Regions from separate parts of the Pan troglodytes genome. Here region 1 is linked to region 2. A link is a contact called in public Hi-C data. All regions are on one chromosome and are shown on one strand. Each heading gives the region's core, a stretch centred on a gene start, on an enhancer-like site or on the middle of the called end of the contact. The rest is flanking DNA. Distances are from core to core; before and after follow the strand shown. Region 1 overlaps LOC134810468 (a long non-coding RNA gene). Region 2 overlaps CDK6 (cyclin dependent kinase 6).

Region 1 (5,757 bases), core at 1,467-3,966, 420 kb after region 2:
ACTTATACTTCATTTCGTGCTGCCTTTCCCTTCTCAGTTGACAGTTCCAGTTTCCACAGAGGCAAAAAACAAAAACAAAAACAAAAAACAACAACAAAAACAGCTGCATTTAAATATATATTTAAAATTTATGATATATATGCAAGGATGTTTATGGCAGCATTATTGATATTACTGAAGAATTTGGGATAACTTTAATGACCATAAATATGGGAAGGACTAAATAAAACACCATACACTGATATTCTGGAATATTATGGAGCCACTACAAATAATATAATACTGGTATTAAAGGCTATTCATGATTATATTTCTGAGTAAAAAGGAAGTTATAGAACAATATGTTTAACAAGATCCCATTAAAAAGAAGCGATCCTCTCTCTATAGGTACATTAAATGTATATTGCATGTATACAAGCATATGCAATACACACATATATTTTATACACATATATATATTATACAGTATATGTGTTTGTGTGTTTAAAAAGACTGGAAAGATACTTGTTGGATTTGTAAGTGATTATTCCAGGGGAGTGGGAATGGAGGTAATTTTTACTTTTAATTTTAAACATTTTGGTATTGTTTTCTTTAACAAGAAGGTGATACATTAATAATTCAAAACTTTTTTTAAAGATAGAGCATATCTGCTATTGAGAGTGTACTTTGTAAGTGATGTCCATTTTTTTTCTCTTTCTCTCTCTCTCTCTTTTTTCTTTGGTAGAGATGGGGTCTTGCTATACTGCCCAGGCTGGTCTAAAATTCCTGCCCTCAAGCAATCCTCCTGTCTTGGCCTCCTAAAGTGGTAAGATTACAGGCATGATCCACTACACCTGGCTGGATGTCCATTTTTATGTATCTTCTCTAAAAATGCATTATGTGTACAACTGGGTCTTCGGTATCTGACTTTTCATCCCAGGCTCAAATGTTTCCTAGACTCTTAAACATGCCATTGTCACTTCTGAAGCATAGAAAAGGCACAGAGAGATAAAATGATTTTTAAAAAATCATCATCCAAGTTCTTGATAGTGGTAATTCAACAAACTAAATCATAATTAATATTTTGCTTAGCCACCGATGAAGTGATATCAAATCTTATTAAATATGATTAATTAAAGCATTGTTGTAAATAAACACAAATCACTGACCACCTCAAAGCCTTTGCAGCCACTTTTGAGAAGTGCAGCTCTAAGACTGACTTGGATTTTTCCACTCCCAGTCTCATCCTCAGACAGCCCAATTACTGGGAAACACAAGGCTGAATTTGAAATTATTTTATGGGGGCGATTTTTCTGTCCCCTTACCCCCAGTTTCAACTCAATTAAGGATGCTTTCTTGTTTGGCGATTGCCTGATTGTGGGATATCTTCATATAAATTCCCCCAAAATGGAATCATGGATAGATATGTTGTAACAAACTGTACATTCCCTGATGTTTGCTTTTTTCGAAAATGCGTTAGTTCTACCTTCTTTTTAAAAATTCGTTAATTCATTTATTTCTGCAAAGAGGGAGCGCCTTTAAGTCAACACACACACACACACACACACACACACACACACACACACACACACACACACACACACACGAATACCCAGGTACTCAGGTCCATGCAGTCAGTCATTTACTAAACCAATCTAGGCCGGAGAGACTGTCATCCTTCAGCCCTACAAAGGGGCTCAGTGTGTGCATCTTGCGCGGAATTAGTGCAGGCAAACAGTTCCTGGAAGGGTGAACAGCTAGCTCATGTGTAAAATGATCGCACATCGGTTCCCCAGCTGCCGCAGCCCAGCGCCGGAGCCGGAGAGGCCAGGGAAGAGCCTTCCCCCGAGGCCAGCCAGGCAGAGACGCGGGAACATAAAACACATTCCAGCGGTTGGCATCTGGGCGCGCAGCTGCCAGGCGCAGCCACTGTGTGGCCGCGGGGGCTGCGGGGCGGGCGGGGGCAGAGCAGGTCCGGCGCCAGGCCTGCAGAAAGCGGCCTGCGGGCCAGTTTGGCTCTGCAGGCTGTGGCCTCATTACTGAGAGCAACAGTTTTATCTAGAAAGTGTGCTGTGGGGGATTTTGGAATCCTCCTCTGGGGCGAGGGCTTGGGGAGTAGCTTTGGCACTCCCAAGGCTCTGGGGTCGGGGAGCATTCCATGTACCGTGGTGTTCATGACTCAGGCAAAAGGGAAACCCCAGAATTACCACAAAGCTATCCCAATCCTGGCTTGGCATCAGCAATCAGCTAAAAGCAATGTTTTCATTTAGCATTTAGGAGTGCACGTTTGTGTCTGTGTATGCGTATGCATATTTTTAAGAATGAATTCTACCGATTTTCATCTTTGCAAATAGATTGGGGGTTGGGGGTAGACGGCCGGTAATGCCTATTAGAACTTCAAGGGATTGGTTTTCACATGAGAGAGCTTCAGAAATGAGAAATCGCTGAAATTATCTGGTAGCAGTTTCTGAGGGACATTTACCGTGGATTCACTTTTACATTTCAGTTCATTTGAAAGCCAGTATGGTTAAATTAACCAAAATCTAAATTAAAAAAAAAAAATTCCACGATTCTTCCAGGCCTACTTCACATCATCAAACCAGGCCCTGCTGGAGGCCCCATTAAAATGGCAGCTCCCACTGAGAGAGAGACAAAAGCCCCCTCTCTGAATGGGGATGCTGAAACAGTGATGGACTCTCAGAACTGCTTTTTTTTTTTTTTTAATCCATTAAAAAAAAGTTACCTCTGCATTGACTGTGAGAGAGTATTTATTTCGCTCTCCACACTGTGGGAAACAGAGGCGTTCTCCCTTATAAGGACACCCAGACCTTCTTGGGAGAGGAGAGAAATATGAATCCATAACATGGCTGAACAAATTCCTCCTCGCAACTGAACTCATGGAATGTTTCAGACGTGAACAGCTTAATTTTGGTGTGGTCTGGGACAAATTAATATGACTCAAATCCCACCTCACAGAGGAAGCATCTCCTGATGAAGTGGGTGGGGTGAGTACACTCACTTCCTTCAAAATTCTGTCTAACAATCATCTCTATTAAATTTCAATATGTCTCACCCTCTCCCCAGCAAGAAAAAAAAAACAAATAGGGAAATCAAGAACAAACTAAAAATATATCTAAAAAGCCTAACTGCAAAGTGGTCAGCAAATGATTATGTGAAATTTTAGGCTGTATGAATGATAATGAGTTTGTATACAACAGAATAAAAGCTTCTAGAGGGTAGTCCAGAAACTTTGTATTTTGGGAGTGAATACATTAAACAAGATCACTCTTCTAGGTTCTCATGAAATCCCAGTTATCGTTATTCCAACCCAGAAGGCTTAGGGATGAACAAGGACATATCATTCTTTTCTTCCAGAGGATGAACTGGACTTTTCACCTTAACATTTAATCGGACACCACTCTTTTCCCATAGAGGTGCTCAGTCTCTAGCAGGGAAGGACATTTATACATGAAAATGAACTGTAATGTTATCCTCTCCAGGACTAAATTTATTTACTTTTGTAAAATGGGAATAATTTCTTCACGCTTTCAAAGTGGAAAAATGATTGCTAGCACATATGGGAGTAGATTCTTGAGTGAAAGTTACTATAAATATTAAATATACAGTGGGATTTAGGAACCCACTTGCATGTGGCTCACACACATTACCTTATATTTATAGAAGGCAGTGGTGAGAAAGATTACTTTTCAATGATCAAAAATAGAAATCACGTTTATTTGGCTTTGAACTGCATCATATGCTTGTTCTTTCTACATATTTAGCATGTAATTATGTTTGGGTTTGGTTTGTGTTAAAAATTAGATTACATTTCCTGAACCACTGATAATCAGCAGAAGTTCTTCAAGAAGCAAGATGGGTTGTTAGGCACTTTGAGGTGGAATGCCAGCCAAGATGCCATTTTTGAGATGCCCCTGGGCTCTATAAGCACAGGAGACCATTAGAAACCATGAAATGCTGACAAACCCAGTGTGATAATACCACTCTGTGTGACAATCTCTGTAGTGGTAGAGGCTGTATATGTACTCTAGAACAGTGCTCCCATTCTAGAGTGGGGTTCTCAGAACACATGTCCCTTTCCAGATGCATCTGCTATACATAGTTTTTCTATAAGAACACTATTTTGATCAAGAATCAATAGGAGAGACATTTAATTTAATATCACTGTTAAGAGCCTTTGAAAAATGCTTATTAATAAAAGATACAAATTTATGCATCCCCTTTTCATTACAAGAATCATACACCATCAGAGGTAAAAGGAACATCCTTCAGAACTGGTTTTCAAATGCTTTTTTTGACTTGAAATAGACTCCTTTTAAAAATGGAATAAAAAGAAATAAAAGTCTACATGGCATTCCAATATGTAAAATAATACCAGTATGTCTTACTGAACAGGGGAAATACATAGGGTTTCAGAAGTTCATTTTGAAAATCACTGTGTTAACATGTTTCCTAAACTTCCTGAAAAAGAAACTATATGAATCATCTCAGGATGCAAAGGAATAGTAACAAACACAGAAATCCTAAAATATCGGGGAAATGGTATCATTATACTAAGATGGCACCTACTCGTATACAGATGAAGAAATGGGAGCCTGATTGTTTGCAACAAATGGCCAAAGGCTGCACAGCTCCTTTAGGACAAATTCAGGACCCAAATTCAATGTTTTTTTCCCCAGCTTGCGGGTCACTATCTGATGCCGCCTCTGGAGTCTGGAATGCCTTTGAAATCAGGCTGTATGACACTCTAATCAATTTTAATGATCTAAAGCTTTTATAAATTGGTGAAAAATTTTATAACACAAAACTACTTTCTACATTGTTCTGTGCTGCCACAAAAATCAATCATGATTCTCAGGGATATTTTTATGTTCATATATTGATGATAATCATTCCTTATATTTATGTAGCTAGATATGCATGGCTTAAACACCACCACATGCATTCTGGGACTGGACATAGGACATGACATCCCTGACCAGTAAATCCCTTGAATGAGTGCATTTTCCCCCTCTGTGCATGTCTCCTTCTCGTCCATTGTCTGTCTCCTTTTCATGCCTGTCAGGCGGTGGCCATGACTGTGCACTTATAAGGGTCAGTGACCCAGCAGAGAGGGCAGGCCCTGCAGAAGGCGTGTTGATGAAGCATTACAATGCACACTGAATTTGTTAGCTCTCTGGCTTACTCCCAGGGGCAGGCTACAATTGTTTCCTGTGTGGCATGGCACCCACCCGGAACTCTTATGGTATGGGCCATTCCAACCAGGAATCTCTAAACCACATCCTACAAAATAAACATCCCATATTTCCCAGCTCACTAGATTCTTATACCTGGCTCTCCTTCCCTTAATTTGTACACTATACCCAGTGAAATGAATTAAAACAGAGTTATCTCTCATTTACATAAACAGCCATAGGGAGGTTTTCAAGGGATTATTTGCAAAACTGGGAGGCCACATAGATAATAATAAACTCACATCTTTCAGGTTGAAAACTTTTAGAAGACTGAGGTCTTAAGCCTCTTTATATTACAAATACTAAATTAAACAAAAAACAGACATGGCATTTCCTTTGAGATTGTCTCAAGGAAGGCAAGCATTTATTTCTCTCTTTGGAGCATCTACCTTTTAATAAAGCAATGATTATCTAGAAATGGAAACCTGTGATTCAAAAATAAAAGATTCACCTAAAATTTCAAATTTGCTGTAATTTATGCTACCTGTGCAAAACTTTTTACTTAAGTGAAATAGAATGAAAAAGT
Region 2 (6,308 bases), core at 137-2,636:
GGACATATTTACTAGAAGCAATAAATAGAAATGACAATGAGCAATATATAGATTTGTTCAATAGTACAGCCTACAATCGAAGTAAAAAGAAAAAAACCAAAAATACCACTATTAATTATGAAAAGAAATGCACGTGTAAGTGTCTGGATACAATGGGACAGGGCAGAGGAGGGAATGAAAAATGCTTGTTAGAGAGCTTTAAAAATTTCCTTTCATTCCTTTTTAGTTTTCAGGTCTATGTGTATCAATATTTTTGTGTATATTCACCAGTCAGCTAGAAATTGATTATATTAATAACTCCTAGAAATATTTAAAATCTTTTTTATTTGTGGCTTTGAATGTATCTACATCTAATTACATCTTGCAAGTATATGATCAACTGAATGCCAAAAGCCTTCAGAGGAACAGCACATCTCTGTTTGTATGCGTGTACATATACAAATAACTTTATATAATTTTATATAAAATTTTAAACAAACACATAACTATATATATAAAACTTTAAGTCTATCACCTCCTCTGATTCCTGTAATAATTTCCTAAGACATATAAGTCAGGTGTTATTAGTCTCATTTTATAGATGGGGAAATTGAGAATGAGGAATAAAATGAACTGCCAAAGTCACAGATAGCAAGCTCAGTCACAGAGTCCAGAGTGAGTTCCGTTCTCTCTATTCCAATATTTTATTTCCATTTAGCTATGACATCATTCTTAAAAATGCTCTAAGATGTCACAGGCTAAAACTATTGTTTCACTTTTAATACTTGCTATTACTTGAAGGCTTAAATCTTCCTAAACACAGAAATGTTTTTCCCTTTAAGAGTATGTGAACATGGACCAGGTGGGGTGGCTGTAATCCCAGCAGTTTGGAAGGCCGAGGCAAGCGGACCACTTGACCCCAGGAGTTCAAGACCAGCCTGGGCAACATGGTGAAACTCCATCTCTATAAAAAATATAAAAATTAGCTGGTTGTGGTGTCCTGTGCCTGTAGTCCCAGCTACTTGGGAGGCTTAGATAGGAGGATTACTTGAGCTCGGAAGGCCAAGGCTTCAGTGAGCCAAGATCGCACCACTGTACTCCAGCCTGGACAACAGGGCAAGACCTTGTCTCCAAAGAAAAAAATAAAAAAGAGTATGTGAATATGGCTTTCCTTAAAAAAAATTTGGTTTCATGTCCAGAATGAACTTTTATGGCCCATATATGTGTTGTGAAATTCTGATAGGTCCATTAAAAAATGCTTGCATTTAATTCCACTATTTGGACAGCTGAATATAAGCCTTAAAAGTTGACATTTATGTTGGCAAGCCCAACAGGGCACAAAATCTATAAATGGCAGTGATGGAGGAGACAGAAATATTTTTTCAAGTACTTCAGCAGTGACGCTAGGGTGCAGCATTGTCCCTTTTCTCTGGCAAGGTAATGCATTCAGAGGAAACAGAACATAATTTTGATGACACAATGCCAGAAACCACAAAGTAAAATCTAAAGGCACAAACCATAGAACTCTACAGCTTCTTTGCTGTTGGCAACCTACGATTGTCAGGACTTTGCCAAAAGCAGAACTGGCTTTTCTTTGGAAGCAGGTCAAACATGCCGGTCAAATGTTCCTTCTGGTCCATTTCACTGGCCTCATGTACTAAGGGGGCACTAACAATGGTTAACAAGATTGCAGACATCAGTGCTGGAGGTAGACACAACTGTCAGGTAGTATAAATAAGGGAAAGAAGGTGATGGCTTTCAAGTCCTGGCAAGCTGACTTTAGTCAAGATTCTCTTTCCTTTTAACAGAAGGTCATCAGTATGTCTGCTTTCCCTAGTTTCCTCTTTATGATCACATGCACACAAAATACATTCAACAGTCATGGGGAAAAATAGATGGGAGTTCATCATTGAGTGATTAAAGAACTTGCCATTCAGAAGCAGGGGTAACATGAAGGCTTTGTGTTGAATTTATCCACTGTACAGAGTGGTCAGTAGTAGGAGCAGTAGCATCACCTGCCCTGGACCCAGGAAGCCCCCAGGCATAAAAAACTAGCAAATGTTATTCAGGCCTTAAAGCTACTATGTTCTGACTCAGCAGTAGCACTGGCATTAACAGAAGTCTAGCTGCTTCTAGTCACTAAAAGAACAAAATCAGGTTCCAGTTTTATTAACTGTTTTAAGCAGTCATGCTTGAGTAGACAGTGCTGATATGAAAATCTGTTCTTTAGGGGTGTTTTTTTTTTGTTGCAGTCTTACAGACTTCGAATTTCATAAAAATCACTGGGATTCCTATAAAATGTCACAGACCAAAGATCAGGGCTATTTTTGGTCTAGAACTCCCACTTTTTTCCTACTCCACTCCAATTTGGATGGGCCTTTCAAACACAAAAACCCAAAAAAGGATGCCACACTGCATGCTTTGTCAGAAGAAGTGCCCCAGTTACATTCTAGAAACATGAATGCATACATGCATGAACATGCAGACATGAATGAAACTATGTAAATCATCAAGGAGCGATGTAACTGAAACCAAAGAATTTGAGCACAAGAAAGGATCTTATAGAGAATTTAAGTCAGAGTTTCATTTCTCAGATGAAGTTAAGGAAATAAAAAGTTAAATAATTAATGATGAACTCTAATAGTAACAGTAATAGATAACTTTTTAAAGTGCTTACTATGTGCCAGGCACTGTGTAAGCCCTTCACGAGGTGTTTTAAATGACTTTCTCAAAGTTGCAGAGTTATTTTGCCAAAGACTTAGGGTTCTCATTTTCTATTTTGGTGCTCCAAAGAAAAATGAGATGTGTAGCATACCATCCTTTGCCCAGGAAAACAAAACAAAACAATGCAGAACCAACCTGGGTGACCAAGGATACTCAGTGGGGACAGGAAGCCCACTGGACAAGGATGGGTACTTGGTCACCAGGCATCCCATCTCTGATGGCGGGTGCTTTTGAAATGACCACAAGCAGAAAATGTATTTGAACTAAAAGAACTGGAGCTCAGCCACACGAAGAAAGAGGAGCAGCTAAAAGATCCACACAAGCAACATACAAGTTTCCAGAGCAGAGCAGTTAGGGCTCTGCATAAAATGGCACTTCTACCATGTCTCCACTCACCACACAAATAGTAACACTGTCTGCAGCAGCTGCTTGAAGTAAGAAAGACAAGAGATAAACACATGATATGCATGTCAGAGGAAAGTCACTGTAAATGTTTTAATGCTATGGACACTGGTGTAAAATTATAATTATTACTTACTCCAAGATTTTTCCTAGTTGATCAACATCTGAACTTCCACGAAAAAGAGGCCTAAAAGAATAAAGATACATTTTAAATAAGAAATGTTCTCAGATTACATTTCAATCATATTTGCCATTATCATTGTTTCACAGGAAGCAAAATATTCTTTATGGGTTGGGAAGAAGTAAAAAAAATTGAGACATTTTTCCTTTGGTAAGTGAAGGTTTTCCCTGCATTTCACGTATGGGTTAGGATCTCTCATGAATACCTGGTGGTAGATGAATTCCATGTTTTACAATCACGGGCATTCTGTTTGCAGTCATTCTAACAACAGTGCTACCGTCAAATTCAGTTCCAGGTTTCAAAGATCTGCTTAACTTCGTGATAAGGTGGAACATACCACCAGCCTAGTCTCGAACCATAAATAGGTGAGATTCTTTGATATTTCTCAGAGCACTTTTTCCATACTACTCTGCTATCAGAGTACTTCCTCATGGGTCTCTCTCCTTTCATTTGTCCTCAATGCTGCAGTGAACCACCTCTGGGTCTATTTTTCTAATTATACCACTTTTCTTCCTCCCAGTATTATGGCAGCTAACCATTACAAGTTCTAAATCTTAACTCCGGGCTTTAGAGGCAATTGTGTCTGCTTGAAACACACAGCCTTCCTTGTCTACATTGAGCATTTAACTGGCAATTAAAAAAGGTCATTTTGTGACATTTCTGGCATTTCTCCAAGAAGATCAAGTAGCCCCTTGAGGGAGGAGACTTCTCTAGGTTTCCCTATAAATCTCTGCCATAGAGCTTTACTCTGACAGATGCAGTTACTAAACATTTTATTTCATTTTGCATACACCTATGGTACACAAGTAAACGTTCCCTGATTCCTTCCTCAACAAATGCCATAAACAGGTAATTTTCAACATTAATGTATTAAAATAGTTGTAGTCTATTATCAGGTATCATATCTCTTTTTATATTATATATCAAATTATACAGCCTTAAACTTGACCTCTTAAATATTTTCTGTGCACAATAAATGAACTCACTATATATGGCCATATATGGAGAATCCTGCAGTCATAGCATTTCAGTGGTTAGAACACACCTTAACGTTTCTCAACCATACTTTCTATGAATGTTACTATTCCTGAAAATAATGATTTCCAAATGCAGTGGAAAAGAATTTACTTATTGCAAAGTGATGGGCTGAATTTTTTTCCCCCAAATTCATGTTGAAGCCCAACTCCCAAGATCTCCGAATTTAACTGTATTTGGAGATAGAGCCTTTAAACAAGTAATTAAAATAAGATAGGGTGGGCCCTAATCAAATCTGACTGTTTTCCTTGTAAGAAGAAGCCATTTGGACACAAAGAGACATCAGGGGTGCACATGCACACAGAGAAATAAACATGTGAGAACCATGAGAAGGTAAGCCTAAAAGAGAGCCCTCAGAAGAAACCAAACCTGCTGACACCTTCATCTTGGACTTCCAGCCTCCAGAACTGTGAGAAAATAAGCTTTTGTTGGTTAAGCAATCCAGTCTGGTATTTTGTTGCGGCAGTCCTATAAAACTAATATAAGCCACCTGCATATCACTAATGCAGCCAAATTCATAAAGAATCACGAAGTTGCGCTCTAAAAGACATCTTGACAGGTCTTAAAAGATGACAAGGTGAGAAGTCCAAGTTTTTTTCTAAAACTTCCAAAAAAAGGCAAAAAATGGAATCTTAACAATTATAATTTATTGAGCATGAATGTTGTATCTGGCCTAGTGCCAAGTGCCCCAAACATAATCTCATTTGATTCTCACAAAAATTCCAGGAGAAATGTAGTAGTATAATTATCCCTATTTTCAGATGAGGAAACTGAGTACTGGAGATGTTACATGGCTTAATTAAGGGCATAATATTCCCCTCTCCTTTTATTTCTTTTTAGTTAACATGTTGATTTTTCAAGATTTTTTTTTGACTGGGGAAAGGGTCTGTTTGGCGATGGACTGTCCTGGGAGTGAATCTCTATTTAGCTGTTTCTTCCTATATGATCTTAGGAAAGTCTCTTAATTTCTTTGACTTAGTTGCTTCATTTGTAAAATGGAAAGAATGATACTTACCTCATAGGATCAACTAAGTGAGATTATGAATATATCTCATCTACTAGAATGCCCAGCTTATAGCAGAGTTACAATTAAGTGGTAACTAAACACACACACACACACACACACACACACACACACACACACACATATCTCTCTTATTCCTGGCCAATATTATACAGATAATCATGTAAAGTATTTCACACAGTGAAGTAGAAAGGAAGGAACCATTTGCCACCATGTGGTGAGGTCCAAGTCACATTTAAGTCTAACAGTCTTTCCTCTGGGGTCACTAAATATTGCTTACATGTTACAGCTCTTACAACTTTATCAAGAAAAGAATTTTCTAAAGGATGAATGCCACATTTTTCAATAAGGATTAATTAATTCTGAATTGGCAATATCACTTCCTGTATGCAGTTTTGCAAAAAAAAAAAAAACCCAAAAACCTCACCAAGTATTTAAGTCTATCAGTGAGATAAATTTTCTCAGGTCAAATTACCAAGGGGACTAAGTTTCAGATTATATGCCTTTTTAAAAAAACAACTCAAAAATGCATAGATATCATTTGTAATCTCAGTAACAGTGGCAAACAACATTTAGAAGTTGGGTATGTTTTTTAACAGATGAGAAGTGTATACTGGTATGTCTGTTATAGAAAGGAAATGATTCATGCATAACAGGGGATGAAAGTTTCATTTAGTTACAATAATTTCATTGTACTCAAAAGACAAGGAAGTCATGGGTTAACCTATAGAACACCTTTGTAACCTGTATTTGACCTGCAGCTATGCTTTGACAGCTATTTTTCTTGATTAGTGGAAGAATTTTCCATGTTCATAAAGTGATCTTTCAAAAAAATATTACTGGAGAATATCTATTATTTTATACTCATTACCACATTCTATTCTAGAGTTGTTATCAGTTAAGTTAAAATTGTTAACTTATCACCTTACAATTACCACCTATTCAAATAACTGGATGAAGCAG

What was found. A called contact is a pair of places that touch in the nucleus more often than the background predicts.
Region 1: a contact with region 2 is called in a Hi-C map of stem cell-derived neural progenitor cells, with 4 times the contacts expected there. The contact joins two enhancer-like sites. A contact is called at or near these places in 3 of 7 Hi-C or Micro-C datasets (blood, induced pluripotent stem cells and stem cell-derived neural progenitor cells) and 1 of 1 other capture datasets (stem cell-derived neural stem cells).

Annotation. Positions count from the first base shown.
Region 1 is chr6:102,418,680-102,424,436 of NHGRI_mPanTro3-v2.0_pri, forward strand. LOC134810468 (a long non-coding RNA gene) reads left to right here. Exons shown (of 3, transcript XR_010158592.1): 2 at 725-805. Among named protein-coding and RNA genes, the nearest start is that of SAMD9, 73 kb to the right of the region's middle. Within about 2 kb of position 2,717, at least 3 of the 24 cell types and tissues checked have an H3K27ac peak or open chromatin away from gene starts, as enhancers often do. A contact at or near this core is called in stem cell-derived neural progenitor cells, where this site is marked.
Region 2 is chr6:101,996,570-102,002,877 of NHGRI_mPanTro3-v2.0_pri, forward strand. CDK6 (cyclin dependent kinase 6) reads right to left here. Exons shown (of 8, transcript XM_003318579.6): 6 at 3,242-3,292. Among named protein-coding and RNA genes, the nearest start is that of FAM133B, 33 kb to the left of the region's middle. Within about 2 kb of position 1,387, at least 7 of the 24 cell types and tissues checked have an H3K27ac peak or open chromatin away from gene starts, as enhancers often do. A contact at or near this core is called in stem cell-derived neural progenitor cells, where this site is marked.